Regions from separate parts of the Mus musculus genome. Here region 1 is linked to region 2. A link is a contact called in public Hi-C data. All regions are on one chromosome and are shown on one strand. Each heading gives the region's core, a stretch centred on a gene start, on an enhancer-like site or on the middle of the called end of the contact. The rest is flanking DNA. Distances are from core to core; before and after follow the strand shown.

The links. Hi-C and Micro-C count contacts between places; a contact is called where the count stands out from the background.
Region 1: a Hi-C map of cerebellum shows a contact between it and region 2, with 2.4 times the contacts expected there. The contact joins two enhancer-like sites. A contact is called at or near these places in 5 of 484 Hi-C or Micro-C datasets (cerebellar granule neurons, cerebellum and cerebral cortex).

Annotation. Positions count from the first base shown.
Region 1 is chr1:83,714,642-83,719,127 of GRCm38.p6, forward strand. No RefSeq gene overlaps it. Among named protein-coding and RNA genes, the nearest start is that of Sphkap, 310 kb to the left of the region's middle. Within about 2 kb of position 2,615, at least 3 of the 459 cell types and tissues checked have an H3K27ac peak or open chromatin away from gene starts, as enhancers often do. A contact at or near this core is called in cerebellum, where this site is marked.
Region 2 is chr1:83,504,045-83,508,623 of GRCm38.p6, forward strand. No RefSeq gene overlaps it. Among named protein-coding and RNA genes, the nearest start is that of Sphkap, 98 kb to the left of the region's middle. Within about 2 kb of position 1,512, at least 6 of the 459 cell types and tissues checked have an H3K27ac peak or open chromatin away from gene starts, as enhancers often do. A contact at or near this core is called in cerebellum, where this site is marked.

The sequences.
Region 1 (4,486 bases), core at 1,365-3,864, 210 kb after region 2:
ATTTGGATAAGATGGGCCAGTCAGCAGAACTCTGTGCCTGTAGCCAGAAATTTAAGTACAATAGCCTTATCTGTTCTCATTTTAGCTCTCAAATAATTGACAAAAAGATCTATTAAGTTTATTAACACGTCTTAAGCACTATGACTGGGCAGATATTCACCTGTTCTAACTCTCTACGCTATCTACTTCCCAGCCAAAGGTCCAGTGCTACTTGCAGTTTGTGTCTTGCCCTGGCTTGCTCTGTACATGCGTGTCCTCTTGGTGAATCCCTTAACAACCTACCTGCTCATCATGACTCCAAAGGGACCTTCTGCCTCATGGTCCCTTCTCTTCCTCTCTGGTCTCTCTGTGACCCTGCCCACTAGGATCTGAAGTACTGAATACCCTTCCCAGTCCATCGGCTGATGAGCTCTTAACTAACCAATCAGAGATCACTGATGAGTGTTCTTTACACAACATAGATATAGGAGATGGATCAAAACCCAGGACCATGCAACTGTAAACTGATCTCTGGACATAGAAATCAGCAATGGAATACACAGTGCAGAAAACCATCCCCGAATATGTGCTCTCAAAAACTTTCACAAGGTGGCAGAACATCTTAAAGGGACTGAGAGGTAAAAGCTAATTGGCTATCTCCCACCCAGCGTGACCAATCAAAAAAAAAAAAAAAAAGTCATTCTCCCTCTCCTGATCAAAGACCAAAAGGGATTGAATTGAAGAAACTGACATTCTCCTCCACCCTCACCCTTTCTGGGAACAGAGATTCCTTGCTTAAAAGAAACAGGAGAATCAGAGGTGAGCATTTCCTCTCAGTGGAATCACTGCTCAAATGATTTAGTTTTAAATTTGCTTTCATGGACACTGAAATGTAAATCGATTCCAAAGATAAAAGCATAAATAAAATAAGAATCACTGGAATGTGCAACAGATAAAGATCTCCATGCAAGCCACATGGCTTTCAAACAAAAACAAATGTTGAAGCCAGACAGGGTCCCAGTACTGAGAGGGGGAAGTGGACACAGGGTCCCACCCCCAACCAAGAAGTTACAGCAATGGATACCTGCTGGTGGAGGAAAAAAAAAATCACTTTTCTCCGGTGGAATCCCACTGGGTTTATCTGTGTTACAGCTCTAAGGGTTAAAGCTTCCCCAGAGGAAGTGTTACATCTCTGAGGAAGGAGGTTTTCCCAATGCAGGTGGTACAGTTCTGAAGGCAAAGATATCCTGGTAGTCGATTGGGAGCCAGGAAATACCAGAGTCGTACTGTACAAGCAACCTCACACATGAGACTTGATGGAAGGGGGAAAACTCAGAAGGGTGACTGCCTCTGCTTGGGTGAGAACAGAAGACAGGATTTATATAGGGTTTCTTGGAAGTGAAGATTATTGGGATTTCAAGCTCTGAGCTTGGACTTTTTACTCTGGAGGGTGGAGCTTGGCTGCCTGTCTCTGGAGGGAGGGGACCTGGCCTCTGAAGCCTTTAGAATGTCTTATACATGGAGTCTCCTGGTTGGAGGTACTCAGGGGTGGGTCTTGCACACTCTCATCTCAAGGGGCTTGCAATATCAACCATACTTCGAATGTCCAGGAGTATTGGTCATGACAAAGGAATGTAAGTTGGTAAAGTTTAAGAATGCCTGTTTGGGGTGAGGGACATAGATGGGAGGCTTTGGAGGAGGAAAGGGAAGAAACAAATGTTGTAATTAAATTATAAATGTGAAGATAAACAATAGAACATATACCCCAATTAGGAACACAGTTAAGACTAAAATCACTCCTCCCCAAATCTCTGCTGTAGGTCATGCTGGTTTACCACTAATAGTATATGCTAAGTCTGTGATGATTATTTGGCTACCATGTTTGATATTGGATAGCATATCCTGGGAACTTACATTTGAAAGTTGACATACAATGAGGAATGTAGAATGCTTTAGAATCTCGTATAAGTGTTTTGAAGACTGGAATGTAGCTGGGGATATAGCTTAGTTGGTAGATTGTTTGGCTACCATATATGAAGCCCATGCATGGTTTGATCCCATCACTGCATAAAGATGGTGTGGTGGTGCTCACCATGTAACCTCAGTACTGGGGAGATAGTGTCAAGAGGATAAGAAATTCAAGCTCACCTTCAGCTACGTAGAGTTAGGTAGGGTTAGGACTGGGTTAGGGTTAGGTTCAAGGCCAACCTGAGCTGGACACGCTGTCTCAAGAAATAAAAAATAAATAAAAACTGAACTATTATGAATAACAACCAAGCTTTTCATAAAAATGAACATTAAATATATTCCACACTTTTTCATGTAAAATACAGAAGAGGTAGCTGAGACAGGGGGAAATGTGTTATATGTGCATTTCTGATTATTGCCTCATGAAATTAAAGTACTACATAGAAGAAGTAGAAGAAGAAGGAGGAGGAGGAGGAGGAGGAGGAGGGACAGGAGGGAGAGGGGGGAGAGGAGAAGGGGAGAGAGAGAGAGAGAGAGAGAGAGAGAGAGAGAGAGAGAGAGAGAGAGAGAGAGAGAGAGAAAGTCAAAATTTCCTATGACTGCAGATGCCTTTAGAAACTATATGGTCCTAGCGCCATCTGGAGGATCAGTGAGAATATGTTCAGAAGCCAATGGCAGAAATGAGCAGATAAACAGTCTCCCAACATTTGCACTATATGACTCTCCTGGCCTCCAAACAGTTCCCAAATAAGGGCTCCAATGATACCAACAGTCCAAAACTTCAACTTCTTCACTTCAAAAACAGGTTTAAACCTGAACCAAGAATGTCAAACAGGATCTGTTGTATATATATTTTTTAAACAAAACAAAATTCAGAATGCAATTTTTGTTTCTTGTCTGAGAGGAAAGAATTGTACAGGGCTTGGTAGGAGTACTAACATTCTGCAGCCCTTTTCAAGAAACATATAACTATAAAATGCCAATACTCCTCAGATTTTAATGTGTGTGCCAGAATTAAGATTCTTTTTTAAAATGTAGGTGCTAACTCAATGGTTCCAGGGTCAAATGTCAAGAGTCAGCAGTTCTGAAAAGTTTTCCCTTGCTGCTTGTCCTAGGAGAGATTAAACCAAAGTTTTAGTGCTTTAATCCACAATACATGGACTGGTAGACTCCCTCATGATCTTGTTTGAAAGAGAATCAAATCAACTACTGTGAAGCAGCAAACAATGAGATACTCATCAGGGCCTCTGGTCTGCAGGAAAATGCCTTCAAGGTTTAAGATCAGTGACATATTATCCTCAATCCTTTGAAAAAAGAAGTTATCTTTCAGGCTTAACATGTCCTTGTAAATGAATGTAGTTCATAATTCTGTACATATGTTGCTGGCTTGGTTTTCTAGAATGTGCTAAGAGTTTGGAGTCCCTGCTCATGAAACATACTGCTCTTTGAGTGAATATAAATGTTTCTTTCGAGTGCTTTGAATTGGCCTGACATGTACAAACACTGGTTTCTGAATGTTTGGTAGAATCCACAGGCAAAGGAATTGGAACCTCAACTATGATATTTTTCTTGGATGTTTATATCTAAGTTTCTATAATTGCTGTTCATTTTATTTGGATTATGTATATTTCCTTTGCTCAGTTTCGATACTTGGGTACTTTTTTGAAACTTGCCCATTTTCTTTAAGGCATCTATTACTGACTTACACCATTTCCTTAACTAGCCATGCAAAACTTAAGGATGGGTACCTTCTACAATATACATTGTTAGGTGATTGTGTTGGGTGGGCAAGTGTCACAACCTAAGTCTATGTTAGTATATTCAGTGGAACCACACCTGGGCTACCTGTAATTTATCCAGATTTGCTTTGCCATATTGCTCTTATCATATTTGTTCTGACAAAGAATTTTTTCCCACTATTAGCCTATGTAGAGTTTCCCAAATTCTTGGTCAACTTTCCATCAGCAATCACAGATTCACCACAGGCGTTCACATCATATAATGAATACAATTCTTCACTCATTTGAATACCTAGAGCCAGTAATGTATTCGACCCTGTGATGGTGTCCAGTATTTTCTCTTGGCCTTGGAGCATATTTCCAGGGGCAATATGTTATTAGTGTTCATTAACAGCCAGACTGTACAGTTCTAATTCATATTCCAAGGAAGGGCAACATGGAGAAAAACACTAGAAACAGGTCTTCATCATCATTTGCTAGTATAAAATGTTATTGAATTTGGTAGCATATTATGTCTAGTTAGAATATTCTTCCCCAATGCTACACAACTACATGGTAACTCCATTTAAACACCTTTAAATATATCTACATATTTTATGAAACTTCTACAGTTGTAAATTTCCACATAGCTTTTGCAAATGGCTTTTTGTGTTGTTATCCCTCCCTATTTCTCCTCCTCTGCCCTATCCTCCCATCCCCCACCCTATTTAATCCTCCTGTAATTGGTATTCCTGGATGTCAACTTGACTATATCTGGAATGAACTACAATCCAGAATTGGAAGGCACACCTGTGATCCAG
Region 2 (4,579 bases), core at 262-2,761:
GAGAAAAGAAAAAATTATGGGGGAAAAGTTATTTTATCACTCTCTACCCTCCTTTGAATGACTCTGTCTGATCAATTCCCTGTCAATGTGTTGTGACTGTTTGGGCACACAGCACTGACTGTACAAACTGTTAAATAAGATCAACATTTTGAATGGCTCCAGGTTTATTACAGTTGGAATTAGGATCAGTGTGAACAATTTGTGACTTGCTATGAAAAGTATGGGAACAGTAGGTGCCCTGACCAGAGGCCAGCTCACCAAGTTGCTGATCTACTGAATTACATGTACATGAACAGATATCTATGCAAGCAGTGGGGTATTTTTTTCTACCACCTACTCATTGAATTTAAAGTGTCCTAGGTATGAAATATATAAACCAACTTATTTCTCTTCTATTCATTGACACTAAATATATATTATTTGGTCTTCAAATCATATAGATTAAAATTTTACTTACTTTTTATGAAATGTGGATACTTGTGTGTGTGTGCGTGCACGCAAAACACTTATCAGTTGAACAAAGATAGGGCCCTATGAAGGATGGTTTTGCTTACACACCCAGAAATTGACATTCAGATCTTATAATAAAATTCAGGACAGGAGAAATGGCTTTAAACTTTTGATGCCATAATATAAAAAACTGTTTCTATTAAAAGTATAAGTTCTTGTGCCCTGTGGGAAAGCTGTGCACTGTGGTCACAGAGGTAACTTTGGGTATAGAAGATCTTCTTTGGTAATGAGGAACCTACCTGAATTCTAAAGTGTCGAGAAATCCATCTTGCTTTCTTACTATGCTTCAGTCCAGTTGAGAGGCCTCAGCGAGTTCAGGCTGGTATCCTCTCCTCTGGCTCAGAGTCTAACTGGATGTTGATGAGTGACTATCTTCTAACAGGAACTGCTTTAAGAGTCTCATACGTATTAAGTGATTTAACACCCATCAAAACACTGACATAGCCATAATTATTAATTCGTATTTAACTCCGAGAAACTGAGGCTTAAACAGGCCAGAAACATACCAGAGTTGCCAGTGTTAGTGGCAAGAGAGTTAGGTTCAAACCCAGGCAGTCTGGCTGAAGATACTGGGATCAGATGCTGGGTTTTGCCTAAATAGGAGCAATGAATTAGACTTTTCTATTGTTTAACTAGCTTAATTTATTGTCATTGCATTGGGAGGGGGAGGGAAATAAGCTTCTTTTTTTTTAAAGAAAATGTTTGAGGAGAAGCTATTTTCTTTTTTCTCTTTTTATTTTTCTCCTTTTACCATTCCCATCATCATTGTCCTTCTATGTCCTAAGTATGATATTTAGGGGAAAAAATTAAAGGTGGTGTCTTTAAAATGATAATATTTTAGCATCTTGAATGCAGACTCTGGTTATATTTGCCATTCCAAATCCTTGTGAGAGGTTTAGTCCAACTCTCAGTGAAATAAATGATGGAAGCATGAACCACTGCCCGTTAGTGGACCAGGTAATTTTGAGTGCACAGGCATTGCAGGGTCCTGGTGACAGATGGGATCGCCTTGGGCAGCAGTTGCTAGGCATAGTCTTCTCTCTCCACACCTCCATCTGTCAGCACAAGTGTGTTACTATTTTGGGATTCAGTTTATCCATTTGCAGAGCAAATTTCAAGCTTGTTCTTAAGGTTAAAATAAAACCTGCAACTCCCTGGACTTCCTTTTTCAACATTGTGTTCTTTTTCTTCCCTACTAGATAGAAAAATAGGGGGATGGGAAAAGAATTATATACTTTAGAGATGTTAGGGTTTGCTCAGGATTTGTGATAAAATATTAAAATGTAATATTACCATGAAATAATTAAAAGGAAAATAGCAACAGCACACTATCTGCACATATGTATCCAAACAATCAGATATATGCAAGAAACATGCCAATTTCTAATGAAATATTGGGTAATAATCCTCAGGTATGAGAGTCCAAAATCAAAACAGAAAAACTGTCAGTTCTTACCACAATTAAAATGTTACTGTAAAGCCAAAATTTGAACTTAGAGAGAATATTTTAAAATTAGTTTTTTAACTAAAATATTTTTTTCACAATTGAATAGATAGCTTATTGGTTAGATTAACTATATTCTCAGTTAAGTAAAGTATAGACAAATAAATGAATAAGATCCTAATTTATTCATGCCTTGTTAATCTGTTAAGAGTGAGGTTTACTCTCAGAAAAAATAAGAAAGTTCAAAGGATTTAACATTATCTTTGCCACCTAAGGAACCAAGAAAGACTGCTTTACTTTTGCCTAAAATGTTCAAATTGTTCTTCCTTTTGAATTAACAAATACAATGAAGTTTTGTTGTAAATACAAAGAGTAATGCTTGGTGCAAAAATCATTTGCTGAGCAGGCACCAGAACAGAATTTAGATGCTTGACAGCCATACAGACACCAGGCAGGCCTGGTTGACCTGTGTTCGAATGTGTAGGCAGCAGAGTTCCCCCAGGGATGTTTGGTTAGCCAGACTAGCTGAATCAGAAAGTTCCAGGCTCAATGAGAAAGTATACTTCAATGAGAAAATCAAGAACAATCAAGACAACCAATGTCAAACTTTCGCCTCCCCATATGGCCATGTAGATGGTTCTGCCCACAGACATGAACCTGAGTACTATTAACATGCACACACACACACACACACACACACACACACACACACATGACTCACACATGGTAAATACAGCCAGTAAAGCTGACAGGTTAAGACCTAAGGATAAGTCACTGCTCTTTTTCAGGAGGTCGTGGCATTGGCACTTGCTATGCTAGTGACTTTCATCAATGGGGCTTTCTAGAAATAAGTGGTTCTCCAAAAGTACTTAATGCTTTTTTGGGTCTCTCTCACTGAAAGTCCCTCCCACAGTCTACGAATAGAGGTCTAATAACCCTCTCCATAAAATTCTTCCAGATTGCTTCATGATTCGTAAACTTGACCTTCTATTTCTAAATCTCACCAAGACCAATTTCAAATGGGGACTGTTGCTATTATAACATTGGACTGGTTGAGCAAGAACACACTGAGCTAGAGGTATAAGGTGAAAAGTGTGTGAAGGGGAGGGGAAAGGAAGCAGGACAGGATAGAGTGTGATGCTGATCTGACAAATACATCCTGATAGTGGTGGATATGGTGGATAGAAGTGGAACGGCTTGGGAAGTCTTTCTGTGTTAAAGCATTGGCTAGCTGTTCTCCCAAAGAGCTTATTGAACTAAAGCTGCGAAGGCCGCAGATGTGTGCATTTGACAGATTGTTTCTTGAAGAGAGATACCAAAGTTGTATCTCATGAGCCCTACACTTACAACCTTCTGATTTGTGTTTGCCATTATTATTTGTACCACCTGTGTCTGATGAATTCACCAGGTATGGTAGGTTAAAAACTTGACCCCCTCTGTACATGTCCATATCAGAGTTTCCTAAACTTGTGAATATGTATACAGAGATGTTGCAGACATGAGTTAAGAGTATTGTGAAAGTAGAATAAGTTACTTGCTTATCTGCAAAACAGTAAGAAAATGAATCATCCTTGAGTATTATAGAAGGAACACAACTTTGTTAAGTTCATAACTGTAAGGCCTCGGAAATGCAAGAAAATGAGACCACAATAAATGTATTTCCTGAGGCTCTAAATGCATTATGATTAGAGCATTAACAGAAACTGAGTATACACTACCTGTTTCCTTTACTCACCTGTGTGTAGGTAGAAAGGAAAATTTACATATTTTTCCAACAGGCTATTTTAAGCATCTATTACAGCACTAGGCAGTTTTAGAAACATGAGTTTCTAATAGCACATTAAAGAAAATTTCTGCCACTATGCAGTTTCCATCTTGCAGGGAGATTAACATGTGACCTTTCTCTAAACAGGTGCTATTGGAATAATTTGTCAAATCAAGAGCATGCCCACCCACAACTTAGACAAACCTTTTGCATGGAATGTATTCTTAATAAAAAACCTCCCTATGGAGTGATATTTATATAAGGGACTCTCCAAAATGGTGATCAAATATGTGGCATGCTTTAGTTTTCTGCATGAAGCATCCTCCATGAGATCTTATGATGGCTGTCTTCTGAATACGTATGGTATGAGTTTGATGTCTCCATCAAAATCTTAAATTGAGGCCTAATCTGCATTGTGGTGTCATTAGCAGGTAGGGCCTCTCTGTAGAGGATGATGTAAGGCTCATTGCCCAGTAAATGACAGCATATAAATGCACTAGTTTCTCAACCCCATCATTCTTCTTTAATCATTGAACTTATTCCGAGCCACCTTTGAATGTATGTAGTCCAGTATATTGGCCATTCTTCTTCTCTAATGTAATATCTTTGAGATCCAGCTTTTGATCCAGCTTTTTTTAATGCATCATTTGTTGTTGTATGTTCTGTAGCTTTCATGATCATTGCTTTATAGTATGTGTATATCAGAAACTTCTATTTGTAGCTTTAGTGACAGGTACATGGATAGGATCCAGTTTGAGGTTTTATGAATAAAGATAACATAATTCTTTCTGTAAAAAAAAAAATCAACCAACCAGACAACCCCCTCCCCCCCAGAGCTCACAGGGACTAAACCATCAACC